Linked DNA regions of Triticum aestivum: region 2 is linked to region 1. Evidence: chromatin contacts called from public Hi-C data. All regions are on one chromosome and are shown on one strand. The core of a region is the stretch at or near the end of the contact, and the rest is flanking DNA. Distances in the headings are between cores, read along the strand shown. Region 1 holds the start of LOC100270660 (keratin-associated protein 5-2). Region 2 holds the start of LOC123116180 (cytoplasmic tRNA 2-thiolation protein 1).

The links. Hi-C and Micro-C count contacts between places; a contact is called where the count stands out from the background.
Region 2: a contact with region 1 is called in a Hi-C map of leaf, with 8 times the contacts expected there. The contact joins the promoter of LOC123116180 here to the promoter of LOC100270660 in region 1. A contact is called at or near these places in 2 of 5 Hi-C or Micro-C datasets (both in leaf).

Annotation. Positions count from the first base shown.
Region 1 is chr5B:381,542,802-381,548,061 of IWGSC CS RefSeq v2.1, forward strand. LOC100270660 (keratin-associated protein 5-2) reads right to left here and starts at 2,369. Exons shown (of 5, transcript XM_044532840.1): 1 at 1,890-2,369; 2 at 587-645; 3 at 1-19. The coding sequence starts at 2,021.
Region 2 is chr5B:382,012,813-382,018,148 of IWGSC CS RefSeq v2.1, forward strand. It overlaps LOC123116180 (cytoplasmic tRNA 2-thiolation protein 1), which reads left to right and starts at 1,950. Exons shown (of 10, transcript XM_044537180.1): 1 at 1,950-2,247; 2 at 2,514-2,628; 3 at 3,058-3,200; 4 at 3,362-3,481; 5 at 3,558-3,670; 6 at 3,761-3,853; 7 at 3,964-4,004; 8 at 4,249-4,315; 9 at 4,459-4,570; 10 at 4,820-5,270. The coding sequence starts at 2,149. The coding sequence ends at 4,999.

The DNA.
Region 1 (5,260 bases), core at 1,119-3,618:
ACCAACAAACTCGTTTACCCTGAAAAGTATTGTACACGGATATTAGCAGCATGATAAAAAAAAAGGCTGTAACAATGGACAAAATAAAAGCATTGTGAGAGGATACTGGCGACATGTATAAGAAATTAAGGGCTAGCTCTATCCATGAACAAAGCAAAGAATGCTTTGCGAGAGAATTGTGCTCGAGTTCACTCAAGCATTTAGCTCTCCATTTCAGCTATTTCAACTTCAAGAGCAATATATCGTTTAAGGATGAAACCCAAGAAATGTCACTCCCAAATGAACTCGTATAATAGATGTTCTGATGCAAGTGGGGTTTGCTGGTGAGTACTGCTTTCAGAGCATGACTTCAAGTTTGGAATATGGAACAGATAAACAAAAATTTACAGAGACCAAACTGACATAGAAACCGTATGAAGGTACAACATACAGACTAATCCATACATATGGCAACAACTTGACAGAAACAGGCAACTGCATGCATACTAGAGTAAAGAAAACATAGAATCCTAAACTTAATTAGTTGGTACAACTTTAAATTGGAATACTAGTTTGCAATGCAGCGAGGATGATGGTGTATACATACTCTTTCAAGCAACCAGAACGTGAGACTGGTTGAGCCCCTTCAAGTAAATGTAGCTCGTCCTGCGAAACAGTGTTTATGTCAAAAGTCACCCACTATAGGTAGTACTCCCTCCGTCCCAAAATAGTGACTCAAAAGTGAGTCAACTTGTTAGTACAAAGTTGAGTCATTTTTGAGTCACTTATTTTGGAACGGAGGGAGTAGATCTTTCTGCATTTTGATATGCATGAATGTGGAAAATTACCAGAGAATTGGTACTGTAAATATTATGTAGGACCTCAGATGTTTTATACTAGATAATTCAAGAAGAGAGAATAACCGATAAAATGGAAAATCGACTGACAAAATTAAGGTTGTCTTTGGTAGTGCTAGCAAATGGATGCTTAAAAGCAGCAATAATAGTCTGGACTGGACTGGACTAGCTCCTGCTTTAAACAAAGTTACTATGATTCTAAAGCGACTGCTAGCACAAAGGCATAAAGAAGAAGCCCGTCACCTGAGCACCTTCGGAAATCTGCTCCTTGAAAGCAGAGCACCATGTGTTCACAAAAAAAAGGGGGGGGGTATTATTCTCCCCCATGGAAAAACACAAAATCTACCACATAAAAAGCCCCAAAGCTGGATGGCAGCCCATCAACGCACGAGCGAGCCCTCGTCGGAATAATGCGTGGCCACGGGCCATGCCGTGCCCGTGCCCAGGCTACTACCCATAGCAAGCAAGCAAGAACGGCGACACGACAGCGCTTCCATACATGCATGCAACTGACAGGGCCACTCAGTCATCATCATCATCACTGGTCACTGCCCATGCCTTCTTTTCCCGCAAGGAACCGGACCAAACACGACAAAGGTACATCCATGGCACACCCAAAGAGGGCAAACGCTTGTCCGGCCCCGGATTGTCTGCGCCGAGGTACGCAGCAACGCCGCCTCCCCCTCCCCTCCCCCCTCCCCATTCGCAGCTCTCATTAGGCTCGAATCCCCAGAACACAGCCGAGATAAATAACCCTACTAGCTACAGATGCAGAGGCAGCAGTAGATTAATAAAGAATTGAACAGCCTAACCGTACCTACGGAGGGTAGAAAATAAACAACGACGTGGCGTTCGTCGACCTTCAGCACCAACAACTGCTACTACTACCAGTGGGTCTACTAGTAGATGAGCGAGCGAGAGGCAAATCGGATCTTGTTTTAAAAATGGGATCAGCAAAGTCAAAGGAAGAGGGAGGAGCAATGAAGCGGTGAGTAGCGCGGTGGCCGAGGCGGTGGTCAGAGAGAGATTCAGAGAAACGCAGCCGTGACTGACCTTGAGGAACGTGAGCTCGCGGTCAAGGATCTGCACCTCCAGCTGCAGGCGCCGGCGACCGCACATGTCCGGGTACCTCGGCGGCGACCTGGGCTTGGGCGCCTCCAGCACCACCACCGCGCCCTCCCCCATGTCTCTTTGTCTCTTACACGCCCGGAACTGGAGGGCTTAGGCTTAGCCACCGGCCCGCATTAGGCGCCGGCGGCGGGGCGGCAGCTAGCAGCAGGAGGCGCGGTGGAGCAGTGGTTGCGCACTGGCCGGCGGTGATGTAATAAGGAATCTGAGCAGCGCAGGTGAGTGCGTGCGTGCGTGCGTGCGACGCGAGGAGATGGAGGCGGGGGCGTGGGCTGGGGAGGAGCAGAGCAGAGTAGAGCAGGTGGTGGAAGTGAAATGAAGGCGGAGGCGAGGAGTCTCTCCATATAGCTCGCGCTGCGCGGGCAATAATAGCAAAGGGAGGGAGCAGGGCGCGTGGGGTTTAGACTTTAGAGAGAGAGTGCGAGTGCAGCCACAGGGGTGGGGTGGGGTGGGGTGGGGTTTAATGAGAGAGAAAGAAGATCAAGGGAGGACGCAGGAGGCGACTGTGCGGGCCGGTTCGTGACTTGTGAGCCTCTGCCTGCGCTTGTCCGTCCCGTGCCGGCGATGTGCGATGGGTCCGCCCGCCCACCCGGTATGGGGGCTGGCCTGGGCGGCCATGACCGCGAGCCAGCCCAACAGGGAGCCGCCCGTAATGCCAAGGAAACCAATACCCCAGTAGTAGTACGTTGGAGCGATGATTATCGAGCTCAAACACTTGGTAGCAGGAGTGATCAATTGCAAATAGTGTCGAGTTTGATGATGGAAAAGGCTGCTGCAGGGTGATCAATTGAATTTGCCAGCGACGAGTGGGGAATAGTAGCGCCACGCACGCCATCACGTACTAGCAGTACGTATACCTCACACGAGCGTGACGGTGGCCGGGGTGGCGCGTCCCCCGAGCCGGGGGTACGGAAAAGCCATCCGCGGAGCAACGGGACAGAACGAGGCCCTCGATCGGGCTTGCTTGGACAGAGACGCAACCACACTGACACACACACTGACGCGTCCACGTCCGCCCGGGGGCCCAGGATAAGATGGGCGCGCTCGCTACTGGCTAGCAGTTGTAGTAGTAGCCCGTAGCACTTGCGAGGGGGGCCCCGGCGCGGCAGAGCGGTGGCAGCGACCGGGGTTGCCCGATTTGAAACGGGCAGGCCGGATCAATCAATGCCTTCCCCCCGCTCGTCCCCACCCACCGCGCCTCTCCTCGCCGCTTCCTCCTCTCCGGCGCCTGCCTGCCTGCCGCTCTGGGCCTGCTGCGGCCTGCCGCACGAGGGAGGGGAGGGGACGAAGGAAGGGGTGGTTCCATTTCGGAGTAATGGCCGTCACGCGTTGCGCTGCACCTGCACACCCGCTGCGCCTGCGCCGCATGTGCGGCGGCGTGCGCCGGGACTGACTGACAGGGCGATCGGATGTTGAGGCGAGTGTTCGCTTCGGGCGGTGCCTTTCTGGGGATGGGCGAGAGCAGGGGCTACGCTCTTCATCCCAGGGTCGTTCCGTTCCGAATGCAAGTGTGCTCTTCTGTGTTTCGTCTTCCCCAAGTAAGGCCAACTCCACCGCACGATCCTATCCTGTCCGGCTTCATCCGTTTGGGGTAAAAAGGACAAAAGAGGTGGCCCAGCGCACGGCCTCAAACGGACAAATGTCTGGATTCCGTCCGTTTTCGATCCATCCCAGGCCCAAACTTGCGCTCGGTTTGGGGTGAAACGGACGCGCGCGGATGACCGCGACGCACGCCCTTGCCCCCCCCCCCCCCCGGCCCGCCTGTCGGGGACACTAGCAGTCCCTCCGCTTCCCAACGCTTCACCCTCTCTCCCCGCCCCGCCCCGCCGCCGGCGCCGCCGTATTCTCCGGCCGCCTCCTCACCGCGCAGCCCCCCCGCCGTCCATAACAAACCACGTCTGGACATGGCCGCCGCCACGCCCGCGCTTTCGCCGTAGTTTTGGCCGTCGTCGTCCTTGCCGGTGCCGGAGGGGACACGACTGCCGGCGACGGACCACGGCGGCCGAGGCAGATTCCGACAAGAGCTCCAGAGCGGCCAGTAGCCGGCCGGCAACCATCCCCTGCTACGTCGAGGTGATCATCGCGGCCGCTTCGCCACCGCGACCGCAAGGTGTTCGACCTTTTGCCAACAAAGGTATGGACAGTGGAGACGAGTTTTTCTTCCATCACTTCCTTTGTTCATCAGACGATTCGTCGTCGGATGATGAAGAACTTGTGGTGGCTGCACTGGTCGTGAACGACCATATTCAACGGCAGCTTCCTCGGTACAGGGGGTCACTCCCTGGCAAGGCTCCCAACCTGAACCGCAACAGGGAGAGAGGCCACGCCCTGCTCTATGCCGATTACTTTGCCAACACCCCGCTCTTTAAGCCGGATAAATTTCGTCGCCGTTTTCGTATGGCAAGGCATTTGTTCAATCGTATCCGAGAGGGAGTGGTTGCTCATGACCCATACTTCGAGTGCAAGACGGATGCCCTTGGCAAGCTTGCATTCTCCTCTTACCAGAAATGCACCGCGGCCATCCGCATGCTTGCATATGGTATTCCAGGCGATCTGGTGGACGAGTATGTGCGTATGAGTGAGACAACATGTCTGATGTCAATGTACAAGTTTTGTCAGGCTGTGATCGAGGTGTTTGGCCCAGAGTACTTGAGGCAGCCAACTGCCGCTGATACAGATAGATTGTTGGCGACCAATGCTGCTAGAGGCTTTCCATGCATGCTTGGCAGCATTGATTGTATGCATTAGGAGTGGAAGAACTGTCCATTTGCTTGGCAGGGCCAGTACAAGGGGCATGTTAACGGGTGCACTGTCATATTAGAAGCGGTGGCATCGCAAGATCTTTGGATATGGCATTCTTTCTTCGGTATGGCAGGTTCTCACAATGATATCAACGTGCTGCAACGTTCTCCAGTCTTTGGTGTGCTTCAATCCCGGTGGGGTATCGTTCGAAACCCTGCACTGTCATGGGATGAAAGAAAGCTTTGGGAGGTGATGACTGCTTGTGTGATCATGCACAACATGATCGTCGAGGATGAGCGCGATGAGAGTATCTTCAACCAAGGATTTGATTATCAAGGTGAAAATATTGAGCCCCTGCATCAAGACCCGTCCACATTTGAACAGTTTGTCCAATTCCACCATGAGATGCGTGATTGGCACACTCATTTGAATCTTTAAAATGACTTGGTTGAGCACGTCTGGGATCACATTGGCAACCAATAGATGTATTGGTCCAATTTATGTTCAGTCAAGACAATTTCGATTTGGTTGTAAAACTATTTTATTTAAGACAA
Region 2 (5,336 bases), core at 700-3,199, 470 kb after region 1:
AAAAGAAAGATTAACAAAAGGCTAAAATGGAAATGAATAAAAATAGAAAAAAATAAAAAAACATTCCAGCAAAAAAGAAAGAAGAAAAGAGGGAAAAACATGTAACTAAACACCGAAAGCGCATGTGGCCAGTTGGTTAGGGTAGCGAAGGTTGAACCAGGGGCACGTGATGTATTTTGCATCTTTAAACCAAAAAAAGGAAAATAGGCCGGCCCAACGTGGACAAGGGGGTGTGCACCCTGTGCCATTAACACTATATCAGGCGCAGAAGGCGCCAAATAGGGTTTGGCCACTAAAGGCGCCAAATAGGATTTGAGCAATTCCTATTCCACGTAGCAGGCGCCCGTTACAGTGTAAACTGCAAACGGGCGCACAACACCCACTCCCTTTGGGCCGGACCATATATGTTCTTCCTTTTCGTTTAAAACTCCCAAAAAGATGCTTGTTGGCGGTATTGAGCAACCAACCTCACCATTCCAAGGAATGTGCAGCAACTATACCTGGCCATCTGTCGGACCAGGCCTACCAAAGCCCGACACAGAAAACCTAGGCCTGATCCCGGCCCGACACGGCCGTTGGGCCTAAAAATCAAGCCCAAGGCCGGCCCATGAGACAAAAGCCTGTCGGGCCTCTTCCTTAAACTACAAATACGACAGGCCCAAGCTCGGCCTGGCTCGCCCATCGGGCTCAAAATCTAGGCACAGGCCTGACCCGTGGGCAAGGTCGAGTCAGGTTGGGTCAGGCTCTTTCGGGCCGGGCTGCCGATGGCCAAGTATAACAACAACCATCGGGCCACTCACCCGCTCATGAAGAACTACTTCGCTTTTTTTCTTTTATTTCATTCTTCAGTTCGTTTTTTTTTTCTTTTCCTTTGCTGATTATTGTTTTTAGTTTTTTTAACACTCATTTTTTTTCATTCGTGAACCTTTCTTTCTAGTTTGATGAACATTTTTTCATATTCGATGAATTTCTTTCAAAATTGATGTTCTTTTATGAAATTCGATGATTTTTTTTAAAATTTCGATGAACTTTGTGAAAATTTTGATGAAGTCTTTCTGAAAATTGATGAACCCTTTTTGAATTTGATGAACTTTTTTTTATATCCGTGAACTTTTTTCTCAAAAATTGTGAACTATTTTGGAATTTGTAAAATATTTTTAAAATAGATGAACCTTTTCAATTCCACAAACTATTTAAAAAGTCTTTGAACAATTTTTACTTTAAGATACCAGCCACATTTTTTCAGTGATCAAGCAATTGAACCTTCTTTCACATAGATCAAAAAAATTTCTAAAGACTATACTAGTGGCAGTGTTTTCTTGTTTTTGATTTTATGTGTCACACCTAGGTCTTTTCCCAGCTACACTAGATAACTTGTAAGCACGAGGTATTTGAAGAAAATTTGAATTTTTCATCGAAATAGTCCAGTCGCTAAAGAAGTTTAACGAAACGAAACAGTCCCGTCGCTAAAAAGATTCCATCAAAATAGTAAGTCACTAAACAAGGTGTTTTCTTGTTTTTATTCAACAAGCTCTTTTCCATTGAAACAGAGTTCTTCCTAAACGAATCGAAACAGTCAACAAAAACGAAAGAAAACAAATGAGGTAAATACACCTAAGGTTTTAAAACTTGCACGCGACGATCACTTTGGTGCATAAAATTGCAAAATACATGTTTGTGGTTGCTAAACTTGTGAGGTTGTTCAAATATAGTCATTATCCCCGTACGCGGACGTATCCGGTGCTTGCGTGGCACAGGAAAGGTGAGAGTGATCTTTTGCGAGGAGTACTTTTTTTTTTTTGAAACTTGCGAGGAGTACTCCTCGATTAGTTTTTTTTTTGAGCATCCCTCGATTAGTATTTCGCAGTAGCAATCCCACAGAGCCGCGCCTCTTCCCAGGCCGGCCCAATACTAGCCCGCCTAATCTGGGCCAGCCTTGACCCACCAGACTGCCTGCTCCTCCTCCTCCTGTTCGTCCGCCCCCCAGCGCCGTGACGCCTTCGAAACCCCTTCGCCGGCGTCCCGGAAAGCAGCCTCTGCTCCTCCTCCTGCCGAAGCACGGCTACTCTACCCCGCAGGTGTCCTCGCCGTCTCCCTAGTCCCTACCCTCCACCGACTCGCGTGGGGATAAGACGCATCCAGGAGCCCATGCAGTCCGCCGCCGCTCCGACGAGGGCAGGGAGCCGCCTCTGCACGCGCTGCGGCGAGCGGAAGGCCGCGCTCAAGCGGCCCAAAACCCTAGAACAGGTGAGCCTCGCCGGCTTCCTTCTTTAGGATTCCAGCAACCGGGCGCCTATGGTTTAGCTGTAGCTTCATATGAGTTCACTTGATTACTGTAGTTTTAGGAAGTGGGTAAGAACAAAAGATGCCCCTTTTGTGTATCTACCTAAAACTTTGGGTACTCTTTGCTGCTTGATCTTGTGAAGTTCCAACCATGCTAGGTGTCTAGGAGTACTGTGAGCTGTTTTCACTTTTCTGTAGCCTACAGAGGTGTCTCTGATATTTGCTTTCAGATATGTAGGGAATGCTTCTATATTGTCTTCGAGGACGAGATTCATCAAACTATTGTTGACAATAATTTGTTTAAAGCCGGTGAACGTGTGGCAATTGGAGCTTCTGGTGGAAAAGGTATGTGCAGACTTGTGTTGTATAAATATCAACGCGATAGATGATTTTTATGCAATGCATGTGTTTCATATTCGCTACTCATTCAGTGATAAACACTTTAGTACCGGCTCTTGTTGATCACTTGTATGGCCAATACTCAAGGTGTCATTGACTCCTTGAGAGCCTTGTATTAGAGTGTGTTATCAAAATGTTTGTTCAACCTTCTCGTCGTTGCAGCAGAGATAAAGGTTTTAAATCAAGACGGTCTATTATTCAAGTTATTAAAATATAGGTAGTCATGGGCGATGATAACGGATCATATATGGCTGTTTCATAAATATGATATACCCGCTAGAAAAAATATGATTGCAAATGTTCTTCAGCTTATTGTGGAAATGCTTGCTTATCTATCTTGATTTGTAGTATAACAATCTTTTTACTGTTATGCAGATTCAACCGTGCTTGCATATGTGTTATCAGAGTTAAACAAACGTCATAAATATGATCTCGATTTGTTCCTTTTATCTATTGATGAAGGAATCACAGGCTATAGAGATGACTCCCTAGAAACTGTTAAAAGGAATGAACTACAGGTTCCTCCCCCTTACCCGATACACATAATTCTGTTGCAACTTTTTACTTCTTTGTGTTTTTTTTTTGTTCTAATTTTGGCAGGCATCTAGTTCATCAAACTAACCCATTTAAATGCATATTCATGTGTTGCTAATTCTTCCGTACAATTCACCTACTGCAGTATGGCCTACCACTGAAAATAGTTTCCTACAAGGATCTCTATGACTGGACGATGGATGATATTGTGAAAGCAATTGGCCTGAAAAACAATTGCACTTTCTGTGGTGTTTTTCGACGTCAGGTACCTCCTACTACCTACCTTTATCTGTAAGGCAATTGCATGCTCATTAATTTTTGAACAATTCCATTCTTATTAGGCACTAGACCGAGGTGCTGCTCTCTTGAAGGTTGATAAGATTGTAACTGGGCATAATGCAGATGACATTGCAGAGACTGTCTTGCTGAATATTTTACGTGGTGATATTGCAAGGTAAATGTTGGTTAATAAATAAAGTATGCTATTTTTTATCTTTTCTCTTTTATAATTTTTGTGCTGGCATTATGCTTTTATCTTATATAGGTTAAGTCGATGCACTTTCATAACTACTGGTGAAGATGGACCAATCCCAAGATGCAAGCCTTTCAAATACACCTACGAAAAAGAGATTGTTATATATCCTTTACATGAAACATTTTTAATCAGTTTTATTTTTTTATTAACTTATTATGCTTTGTCCATAAAACATGCGCTGATAATAATTTTGATCCTTGACTGTATGACACGTATGCGTATTTCAAAAAGCTGGACTACTTCTCCACTGAATGTAATTCCTGCTTCATTTGTTATGCAGTTTTGTTCTCTCTGTAGTTAAACAGTAGCTCCCCGTTCCATTATCTCAAGATACCAGGGACGGTTAATATATAATCAAAATATAAGCTTCGAACAATCAGTGCCTAACATTTGATAGTCATTAACATACTTGGAGGGGTACTTATAGAATTTTGTTGACACTGTTTTCATCTTCTATTGAAATCAAATATGCTTATTGGTTATCTATCACAATTCAGGCATCTATTCACCAAATGCATATCGTGGATTTGCTCGTGAATTTATTAAAGATCTGGAAAGGATGAGGTAAAGACTTCTGCTGTCCAAAAGTAGGATTATTTCTTCATCTGTTAGTGTATGCTAGCTCTGTTTCTTTTCCTTGTTCAACACATTATGTGTATCATTGTCTTGTTTCAGTCACTTGAATCAGTACCTTGTGAGTGGTGCAGGCCTAGAGCTATACTGGACATCATAACCTCTGGCGAAAATTTCCGGATATCCACAACAACAAGAATGCCAGAGCAAGGAACATGTGAACGCTGCGGTTACATTTCTAGCCAGGTATTGTGCTTTAACATCTAGCGTGAAAGCTTGCCCCTCTAGAGTCTCTTGGCTCAAGATAACCACATAAATGATTCTTTCGCTAGTACAGTTAAAAATAAGTTGATCAATTGGTTATAGAATGACAAGTATTTTTGTGAGCTCACATGTTGGACATTTTATCCAAGTATTTGCCCTGGTCTTGCTACCTTTGAACTTTTCCAATGCTTTTACGGACTCAATATTGGATGAAAATCTTGGCTTCTGTAGAAATTATGCAAAGCGTGCGTCCTGCTAGATGGACTGAACCGAGGCCTGCCAAAACTAGGCATAGGGAGAACCGCTAAAGTCGGTGCTGGAGCTGATGGTAGTGGCGAGCAGCAAGGCAAACGAGCGGAGAGGAGGAATAGGTCGAGTCTACAAGGAAAACATGGCAACTTGGACTTCTGAATCAGTCTGCTGGACTGGCCACTCAGGGTGTAAGCAGGACTAGGTGTGGCAGTATGCCCGCATCATCGTTGCGCGGGCAACTGTGCGGGCTAGGCATCTGAACTTTAGTAGCTGTTGCTGGTGTTGTATCATGATAAAAGTTTGATCGATCAACACTTGAATTGGACTAGCTGAACTTGCTAGCTGTTGTCGTCTGTATGTGTATTTGCATGTACAAGAGGTGAAGGCCAGGTTATAGTACCATTACTAATTATCTGCTCCCCAGCTCAAATACACTCTTATGAACAGTAAAATAATTTTAAAAAATAGTAAACAAAAACAAAAAAATCTGAATTTT